2 separate regions of the Sus scrofa genome follow, and region 1 is linked to region 2. A link is a contact called in public Hi-C data. All regions are on one chromosome and are shown on one strand. The core of a region is the stretch at or near the end of the contact, and the rest is flanking DNA. Distances in the headings are between cores, read along the strand shown.

Region 1 (5,004 bases), core at 963-3,462, 210 kb after region 2:
AGATGGGGATTTAGAAACTGTTTTGGTCTGATCACATGTGGAGTTCCATTTCATTTTGCTCTATCAGTCAAAAGCAATTAAGTGACGAGAGAGAAGCTGTTCGAGACATTATCCTTCGCAGAGAAAACCCTTTCCTGGTCCACCAAAGTGGCAAAGATCCAGAATCAGAAGACGAAGTTGCATGTCGACTGCCGGATCTGGAGAAAGATGACTTTGCTGCCAGAAGAGCCAGGATGAACCAGACCAAGCCAATGGTGCCACTGAATCAGCTTCTCTATGGTCCTTACCGGAAAAAAGAGCAGAGAAATCAGACGGCAGCAAACAGCTCTCGAAGGGAATCTCAGAAAAGAAAAATCTAGAACATAAAAGGTGTGCACTCTGTGTGTGTGTGAGAGAGAGAGGAGAATTAGGCAAGTGTGATTTGTATCATAACCCCCGTTCCTTTCTTTCCAGCCCTAATTGCATATAATGACTAGTCTTGGTTTATTTTGAGGTGGAACTCCAACTCCAGGTATCCAATCTCCCGGAAGGAAGTGCAGACGGCAGGGGAGTGGCCGTGTCCAAAGTAGAGCTGAATTCACCCCATAAATGCAGAGCTTCGGTGTGCAGATGTGCTGTATTTGGGCACATCACACATACAGGTGCTGGTGTCATAGACTGGCATTACTGGGGTAAATAAACACAGGCCATTGCTGATCAGAGAACAGCCACCTTCAAGGCTGCTTCAGTCCATTCATTGCAGACAGAAATCATAGTTATTCCTTAGGGATGAGCTCTTCTCTCTTTTTAGCACCTTTCAGATGTTAGGAGGGAAAAAAAAAGGAGGCTTTCCATTTCTTCTCTCACTCCACCACAACCACCCAGCCATCTGACAAGAGATTTCTCATCCAAAAAACTTCTCAAATATGGGGTTCCCGTCGAGGCTCAGTGGTTAACAAATCTGACTACGAACCATGAGGTTTCAGGTTCGATCCCTGGCCTTGATCAGTGGGTTAAGGATCCTGCGTTGCCGTGAGCTGTGGTGTAGGTCGCAGATGCGGCTCGGATCCCGTGTTGCTGTGGCTCTGGTGGAGGCTGTCGGCTACAGCTCTGATTAGATCCCTAGCCTGGGAACCTTGATATGCCCCAGGAGCGCCCTAGAAAAGGCAAAAAGACAAAGAAAACAACAAAAAAAAACACCAACTTCTCAAATATATAACACAATTCTATTTGTTCTATCAAAGAAATTATTTTTAAGTGAGTTTCCCTTCTCCCAACTTTTCTCCCATCCTCTTACGTAAGGAAAGGGAAATTAAATGAAATGGGATTTGGCCAGTGATTTTCACCCTAAGAGGGATATGACTGCATTCAATCAGTCAGCCTGCTAACTTTCAGTGTGCAGAGTTCATCATTCTTGTATTTTTCCTTATATTAAAATCAGTTAGGAGATCCCTGGTGGCCTAGGGGTTAAGGACCCGGCTTTGTCACTGCTGTGGCTTGGGTTCCATCCCAGGCCCAGGAACTTCTGCATGCAGTGAGTGCAGCCAAAAAAAAATTAACTTTGAGTTCGTATCTGTATTATTTAATTGCCATGTTTTTGGCTATCACTTAAGAGGTTTGTAAGTATATGGAACTAAGAATATAAATATCTCAACTGCGTTCTATACAATTAAAATGGCCCTTTGGGCAGAGCCACTGAGATCAGTGGAGTAGTTGGTGTTTTTTACAGTTTTTAATTTTTTTTTTTTTTTTTTTTTTTAGTGTAGGAAGTACCAGGTACAAAAGACATGGAAGGTCTCTGGACATTAAACACAAAAGACCTGGCGCATTTTTAAATAGGACACATTATAGCTTCAGGAGGTTTTTGGTCTTTGCAGTTCTGGTTGGCATGCTTGTCTGTAACAGACCATCCTCAGAAGGCCTTGTGGGAGGGATCAGTTGTTGCAAGTGAAACAAAGGCTTCTGGATAACTGACCAGCATCAAGTCATATTGATGGGAATCAGCAACTTGAGTGAGGAAAAGGAGTAGCTTTTGCACCTCCGTTTTTTCCTGTCCCCTCCATGCAATTTTAATTCCTGATATTTCCAGCCCCATTTATCTGTTGTCACCTGACGCTGTGTTTGGGGACACAGCTGTGGGTCTGGAACAGCCCGTGATCTCTCTAGAGCGCATCAAAGAACTGATTTTTAAAACAGAAGAACGCTCCCTCGTGGCTCTTTGCTACACTGTCTCTTGATGCCCTTCCCCAACCTAAAAAGTCAGTGGAAAGTTTTGTAACCTTCATATTTGCATAGGCTCTGTAAAAATACCACATGGCCCAGGTTACAAAAGAATACTTTCTGGTTTTCTGGCATAGAAGATATATTTTGGGAAAAAAAAAATTGAGGAGCACTATTTATATATATTTTTGAGCTTTTTCTGTCTCAAGAAACATATTTAGTTGGAAAATGACTCTGAATGTGACAGAGTGTGCCTTTAGAGGCCACAGCTTCGGTTTAAATGACAGTGTTGTCAACATTAGCCATCTAATGTTCACTTCTTAGGAAAAAAGACTGAAAAGATCAGTTTTAGCATTAGTAACGTTCCCGACACAAGAAACAAGAAGGAATTGCCTCTGTGGATCCAGGTAAAGCAGACAGCCTCTTCAGTTTACACTGGCCACACCTTATCAATGCTCTCACGAGACAGGGGCCGAATCTGAACACTGAAGCTTTCGCTTCAGCCTTGACCTACCCGTACTTTCTGGCAGTGCGAGGGGTTTATAGCTGAAACGTTTAATATGTGAACAATGTCCCAGCCATCTCCACACTAATCCTAGAATTTGGATCATGCAGAGCTCGTTACTAACATTTTACTGCTGCAGTAAAGGACATTCCAGGAGGGCTCCCGGATTCAATCAGAAAACTTGAATTCATTCTAGTAACTTGAATAGTGTGGGAATTGGGCATCGTTGCTGTTAAACCAACATCCCATTACCATTCTTAATAGTCTTCCGCGAGCCCTGGCTTCTCTTCCAAAACCAAACTAGAAACTGTCATCTGGTGGGAACACTGTCTCGTTACAGTGTCAAAAGGGTAGCAGAGACCTGAGGAATCGAGCTTGCAATTGATCCCATGTTTTTGAGAAAGGGGAAGGTGCTTCCCTCATCCTGTTCTGTCCTCCGCCTCTGAGCTTCCGTGCCTGACATGCTGTTTGTCTGCTCCCCTTTCTGGAACCTGATATTTCCGGTGACGCGGGGAAATTGACTGGATCAAATTGACAGAAACCAGGGCCACACTGAAGAGGTGAAGCCAAGGGTGACCTGTATTGTGCGGGCTCAGGAGCATGAACCTGCAGGCGAGGGACTCAGGAAGGTCCCCGATCTTTACAAAGATGACCTGGCCCAGCGGAGGATTCAGGGCAGGCTTGGTCCTCACCGCGAGGCCCCGAGCTTTGTCACCGTGTCCAATATAACAGAAGCCGACCTGGAGACGTGGGAGAGGCTGAAAGTGTCAGGAAAGACGAGGTGTGTCATATTTTCTCCTGGTTTCTCCCTAACAGTGGTCTCATTTAACTTTGAAAGAATCAAATACTTATCCTTCTATTATTTTTAAATTTTTATGGCCAGGAAAAAGTGCCTCTCAAAACACAGGGCATATGCTGCATGAGTGGAAACGTGTTAACACTAAAAGTTACAAGCCACCAGCACAGAAGACACCCTCTTTAATTCCACTGACTTACTGTGAATGCTGAGTTTATAGGCTTGTTTACTGAAAGGAATTTAAACTTGATTTTTAAATAATTTGAATTACTCCGTTGTACCTAAGGCTTTCTTATACCATCATTTACGATGTTGCAAGTGATATTTCGAAAGCACTGTTTACCCAGGCAAGACAAGGATCGTGTCTTCATTTGATTGATTAATGGAAAAGTGATTCCACTTTTGCCATCGAAGTATTTTTCATACATCCAGTATTTTTGAAAAACTTCAATGGGAGTTCCCATTGTGGCTCAGTGGTAACAAATCCGACTAGTATCCAAGAGGATGCGGGTTTGAGCCCTGGCCCAGCTCAGTGGGGTAAGGATCCAGCATTGCCATGGGCTATGGTGTAGGTTGCAGATCCCGAGTTGCTGTGGCTGTGGTGTGTATAGGCTAGCAGCTGCAGCTCCAGTTTGATCCCTAGGCATGGGAACTTCCATGTGCCACAGGTGCTGCCCTAAAAAAAAAGAAAGAAAGCAAGAAAAGAAAAAACAAAACTCTTCAGTGATTAGTACTCACTTTGAAACCTTTGGCACTTATTTCTGGTTCTGACCAGGGATGGCGATGTTGAGCACACGTGTGCTCCTGAGCCTTCACCAGAAATTAAAGCGGAAACTGCCATCCGTGATGACTTTGCCAGTCGCAAGACAAGGGCCTATGAGAAAGCTTCCGGGCCTAGGCAAAAGTTTGTGCACTTTGGACCAGTGACAGAGATAGATCAGCAGACATGGAGGCGGCTCAGCATTGGCAAGGCTGGGCCGAGGGAGGAGGCAGAGGAAGTCATCAGTCATGGCAGCACGATTCAAACCGACTCTGTGTCCCCTGCCTCGCCGGCCACGTCCAGCCTAAAGGAAGAACCCGTGCTCAGTCCACAAAATGACCACAGGTATTTTTCACCGTTACGCAAGATCTGCATGGGAACTGCTGCTGCTTTTAAAGAGCTTGCTGAAGCCCGTTACAGAAACCGCCAGAGAGGACGTAGTTTTAACAGGCTCTTTTGCTGCTTAGCGGAGAAGTAACATTAATAGGTTCCCCCCAGGGGGAAACGTGTGTGAAGTTAAATGACAGGCATCCGTTTTGATCCTGCTGTCATCAGAATCACAAATTTTGGACATCTACGTAGGGACACAAAAAAAGGGAAATATCTCCCCACCCTGTACTTTTTAAAACTCTAGCACAGAGCTTGAGTGGAAAAAAGCCTCTTTTCCTGAGGGTTCCTATGAGTCAGGAATTTCCTTGGGTAAATCACCATCCAAATACGTGAGGGATTCCCTAGAAGAAGACC
Region 2 (4,774 bases), core at 154-2,653:
TTTTCTGGGATTCTGCCACATATGCAGACACTTAAATGTCTAGTTTCATGGCTGTTTCAGAGAATGGGGGTTTGTAGACAGCTGAGAGCTGGATGTCTGAGGTGCTGCTGTTTTTAGGAACATTTATGTCCATGTGAATAGTTTCGATCTGAAACCGCGCCTAACTATGAAATCTGAGAGAGTGAAAAGATTCCTATAAAATTCCAGGTGAGTCTGAGGTCTTTTTATGGTATGCATATAAAAAGGGTTTTTCTACATTCTTCTGTGTAATAGCGAAAGATGTATTTCATATTGATGTTTCACAGGAGATGTTAGTGAAATTTATGAATCATAACCATATCCTGGTCATTTTACTTTAGAAATATTACCTGCTTAGAGTAATTCTGGTAACTCAGTCTTTTGAAGGTTCCCTACATATGACTGCCTTCTACAGTGGAGGAGAGGTTTGGAAAGGGTTGTTTTCTTGGTGCAAAGGATCTAATATGTACTGCAGTTGGCGCCACACAGAATTGTCATTTCCTGGCAGGGGCTGTCCCCTTTAGACTTGGAGTTGGCACAGAAACATCATTGCTTAAGAGAGCCAGCCCATTCCTGAGTGCAGTTTGACAGGTCTTTGTAAACAAACTCCTTCAGCCTTGTTGAAATAAGGGACCATCTCAGCCCTCCCAGGTACAGTTCACAGTTATTGAGCAATTGTTGGCTTCCCTTTCATCTAAAATCATCATTGCAGGTAGGATGCTGGGTTACAAATTGCATCCACCTATACTCTTGGTACACAAAAGCACACCTGCCTGATGTTTTCTATGACATTCCAATGAGCTCGCACCTCTCATGAAGATGTGGCGAGTCAGGCTCCGCCCCCAATGCCTCGCCCAGTTCCCGGGCACAGAAAGCGGAGTGCCGTTCACACTGGGGGAATCAATGGATGAATGAGTTTTGATACCTCGAGCTTCCGATTGAGCATCAAAGAAAGGGGCCAGACCTCATTTATTTTACATCTGAGCCTTTCTTGGACAGTTTGGGGAGAGAGAGGTTTTGACACTGATGGCTTGAGATCATTGGAATCTTTGGAGCCTTTCCATTGCCCCTCCTGCTCTTTTCCTCTTTCTACCATGAACTGTCTGGGGTCTTCCTGTCTGCGCTATTCATTTCTCCGGACTCACGGGAAGGCCCTGTCATGGGCATTTTAAGTACTGCATGGATTTTGTCCTCAAAGTAAAGCTTCCTTTGCCAGCTCACACATGATGGATTTTGTTTTCCTCCTGCCCGAGGGTCAAGAGAGTGAGCATTTTTGTATTTATCAGTCTGCCTGGCCATTTCCTCCCTCCTCCCCTGCTGCCCTCTCCCTGTCTTGTGCAAGAACTCAGTGGGTCCGGTGCAGTGACCTCCTCGGGGTCAGACCCAATTCTGGAAGCCTTTGTGTGCTCATTTCCTTAAATAAGTGGAAGGTAAAATGTTTGAAAGCAGGGCAGCTGTGGGCTGTTCCAAAACATTGATGCTGGTTGTTTGTTTTTCTGGATTTTAACAAAGGAGTTTTTTGCCAGAAGACCTTTGCACTCCTGCTCATACCACCACCACCCCCCAAGGTACAAAAATACATAGCAAAAATAAAACAGAAGCCAGACTTAGGGCTATCTTACCAAAACAGGACTCCTTCCTTCTTTAGACTGTACAAACAAATGAGTTCCCCAGTTAAGTTTCAATCAATCATTCCTGATGAATTCAGTGCAAGTTTGGCTTTATCTTTAACTCAGACCACATTGTCTAGTCCTTGGGGCTTAGCTCTGTTTTCTCACCTTGTTTACCCACCAAATGGTGAGTCCCTTTGGAAAAAAAGAATAGTTTACTGTTGGGTTCCACCCCACCCCCCACCTTCCCGTGTGTTCAGCAGTTAGAAAAAAAATCTCTCTGAAATGTGTGCAGGGGGATAATAAGCCGTTTTCCTTGGGTGGTCTTAACAGCTCCATGGCTAGATTGCTCTGAAATTGAGATTCTCAAAGGTGACCTCTTGATGGGGCAGGGGGACTGCTGACTTTCTAACCTTTGGGAGGGAAGGGGACACAGCAGTGGGGGAGACAGCGTGGAGGAGCGGTAAAGAACAGAATTCTGAGGCCTTGAATCTTGGCTCTGCCTCTTCCCAAAAGAGGACCTTGGGCAAGTCCCTTAGCCTCCATGCCCTAGCAGGGTAATGGGAGCGCAGGTAATAGTCCTCAGGCCATATTATAGTGATTGAAGGACTTAGCATGTCTTAGGCACTTAGAACAGAGCCTGACACTTAGTAACTGTGTTTCTTAGAGAAAGTAAAAAGAACTGGAGGTGGGATAATGCCAGGACAAATTGGCGTCAAGAACTCCAGGGGAGGGGATTGATTTCAAATAAGAGATAATTGGCGGGAATAAAAGTGGCAGAGACAGCCAGTAATTGAGGAGCCAAAGGTAGACAATAGGGAGTTCCCTTTGTGGCTCAGTGGCTAACGAACCCGACTGGGATCCATGAGGTGGTGGGTTCCATCCCTGGCCTTGCTCAGTGGGTTAAGGATCTGGCATTGCCACGAGCTATGGTGTAGACTGCAGATGCAGCTCCAATTCGACCCCTAGCCTGGGAACTTCCACATGCTGCAGGTGCAGCCCTAAAATGCCAAACAACAACAACAATAAAAATGAAAAATAAAAAAAAGGTAGACAATAAGGTGACTATCTGGAGACACTAAGCGGCTTCTAGCTATTCAGGTGTGCGACCTCAAGCAAGTCGCTTAACCTCCCCATGTGTAAAAGATGACAGTCTTTTAGGTTCATTGCAACTCCAGAAATCCAAGGACCTAGCGTCCATGGTTAGTGATGTCCTAGGAGCCGAAGCTGGAGCATGGTTTCACGTAGGGTCAAGGAAAGATGATAGAGTTTACACCCGGTGTCTGAGCCATTTTCAGAGTGTGACTGTGAAGAAAGCATCACTGTGGGAAAGGCTGAGACCTGGAGGCATGGGGTTGAATGGCGTCATGATGATAGCGGCTCACTGCTGCCCAAGACTTTCATAGGTTTCTTGTGTGTATTCTTCCCATCCCCTCTCAAGCATCTGGTGCCATTTCCTACTTTTTGACCTTTCCTTTTCTAAGTTGCACATGGAAGGGCCTTGTTTAAAATCGCTCTCCTCGGGAAGGAAGAGAGTGGTGAGCTTACAACACTAGCAGCAACATAAAAAGCAGGTGCCAGTCCTCCGGATGAGTTCCAGCAAAGGGAGAATGCTTAAGTGGATTGCTGAAATCGTTCTGCCTAACTTGGTGGCATATTTTTGATATTATAATATTATAGTCCATCTGCATACCATTTTCTTATGGGTATTTTTTTTTGAGGGGGGCAGCGGACAGCTTTATTGTTCTCATTTTCCCCGTGGGCTCTTTAAATATTTCTATTTTACAAAGCAGCATTTGTTTTTGGTTTGTTTTTGTTTGCTTCTAGTGCTCTGACCCTGGATTGCTTGAATGTAAATTGATTGTGTTTAGCCACTGAGTGAAGGGTTCTCATTTCTGAGGAACAAACCTGTTATTCTGGCTTAAGATATGCAAACAGACTGTTCTCTACAGATTTCAGTATCTTTGAGAGGTGATGCTGACTACTCTGGCCTTTGGCAGCAAGATTTAAACACATATTCACCTTGGTTATAATAATATTTGTATCAGGTTGCGGTAAGACAGTGTTCCCAGATTTGAACCCAGAAAGAATTATGAAAGGAAAGTGCCTTCAATAGGCATGGTCATTCCACCTGTAGTCATCATGTTTTCCTTTCTTGGTTTTATTTTTTAAAGAATTTTTTTTTTCTTTTTAGGGCCGCACCTGCGGCATATGGAAATTCCCAGGCTAGAGATTGAATTGGAGCTGCAGCTGCCGGCCTGCACCACAGGCACAGCAATGTGGGATCCAAGCCGCATCTGTGACCTACACCACAGCTCCCCACAGTGCCAGGTTCTTAACCCACTGAGCAAGGTCAGGGATCGAACCTGCATCCTCATGGATACTAGTTGGGTTTGTAACGCACTGAGCCACAACAGGAACTCTCCAGAATATATTTTTTTTTAATCTGTTAGACGGTGCTAGGTTATGGTGCAGTAACAAATAACACTCAAATCTCAGTTGCTTCAAACAACACAGTGGGTTTTTTGTTTGTTTGTTTGCTTTTTGTTTGTTTGTTTGTTTGACAGTGCCCCTGGCATGAGGAAGTTCCTGGGCCAGGGATGGAACCCACACCACAGCTATAACCAGAGCCACAGCAGTGACCATGCCAAATGCTTAATGTACTAGGCCACTAGGGAACTCTAACACAGTTCTCATTATTGTTTATGTTACATGTCCATTGAGGGTTGGCTTCTGGTGGCCGGTAGGCCTCACTCGTGGATGTAGGTTGATGGAGTTTTCACCACCTAGAATGATGCTAGTTACCATGGTGAAGGGAAGGAAATATGGTGACTCATGCCCCATATCTTGTGAGAATTGGCTTGAAAGTAATATTATTTCTACTCCCATTTTATTGGCCAGTAAACGGAAGGCAAGTCAAGGCAAGTCAAAGGGCCATGCCTAACTTCAAATGGGCAGAAAAAGCTTAATCTTGTTCTTGGAGGGAGGAGAATCAGAAATATTTGGTAAACAGCACCAAATGCCTACCACAGACTTTACATAAGCCAGATAACGTCATGGATGCTATAGACACAAAAATGAATAGCATGTGGCCTGGTCCTAGAGAAATTAAATTTTAGGGAAGCAGCTTTATATGGGAATTTCAA

The links. Hi-C and Micro-C count contacts between places; a contact is called where the count stands out from the background.
Region 1: a contact with region 2 is called in a Hi-C map of liver, with 2.9 times the contacts expected there. The contact joins two enhancer-like sites. A contact is called at or near these places in 3 of 47 Hi-C or Micro-C datasets (all in liver) and 1 of 2 datasets of contacts at active chromatin or transcription factors (skeletal muscle).

What each region holds. Positions count from the first base shown.
Region 1 is chr8:32,716,104-32,721,107 of Sscrofa11.1, forward strand. LIMCH1 (LIM and calponin homology domains-containing protein 1) reads left to right here. Exons shown (of 35, transcript XM_021101157.1): 10 at 68-294; 11 at 297-369; 12 at 3,243-3,485; 13 at 4,276-4,605. Among named protein-coding and RNA genes, the nearest start is that of PHOX2B, 130 kb to the right of the region's middle. Within about 2 kb of position 2,213, at least 3 of the 83 cell types and tissues checked have an H3K27ac peak or open chromatin away from gene starts, as enhancers often do. A contact at or near this core is called in liver, where this site is marked.
Region 2 is chr8:32,506,553-32,511,326 of Sscrofa11.1, forward strand. The region is part of intron 1 of LIMCH1 (LIM and calponin homology domains-containing protein 1); the gene reads left to right. Among named protein-coding and RNA genes, the nearest start is that of LIMCH1, 76 kb to the left of the region's middle. Within about 2 kb of position 1,404, at least 9 of the 83 cell types and tissues checked have an H3K27ac peak or open chromatin away from gene starts, as enhancers often do. A contact at or near this core is called in liver, where this site is marked.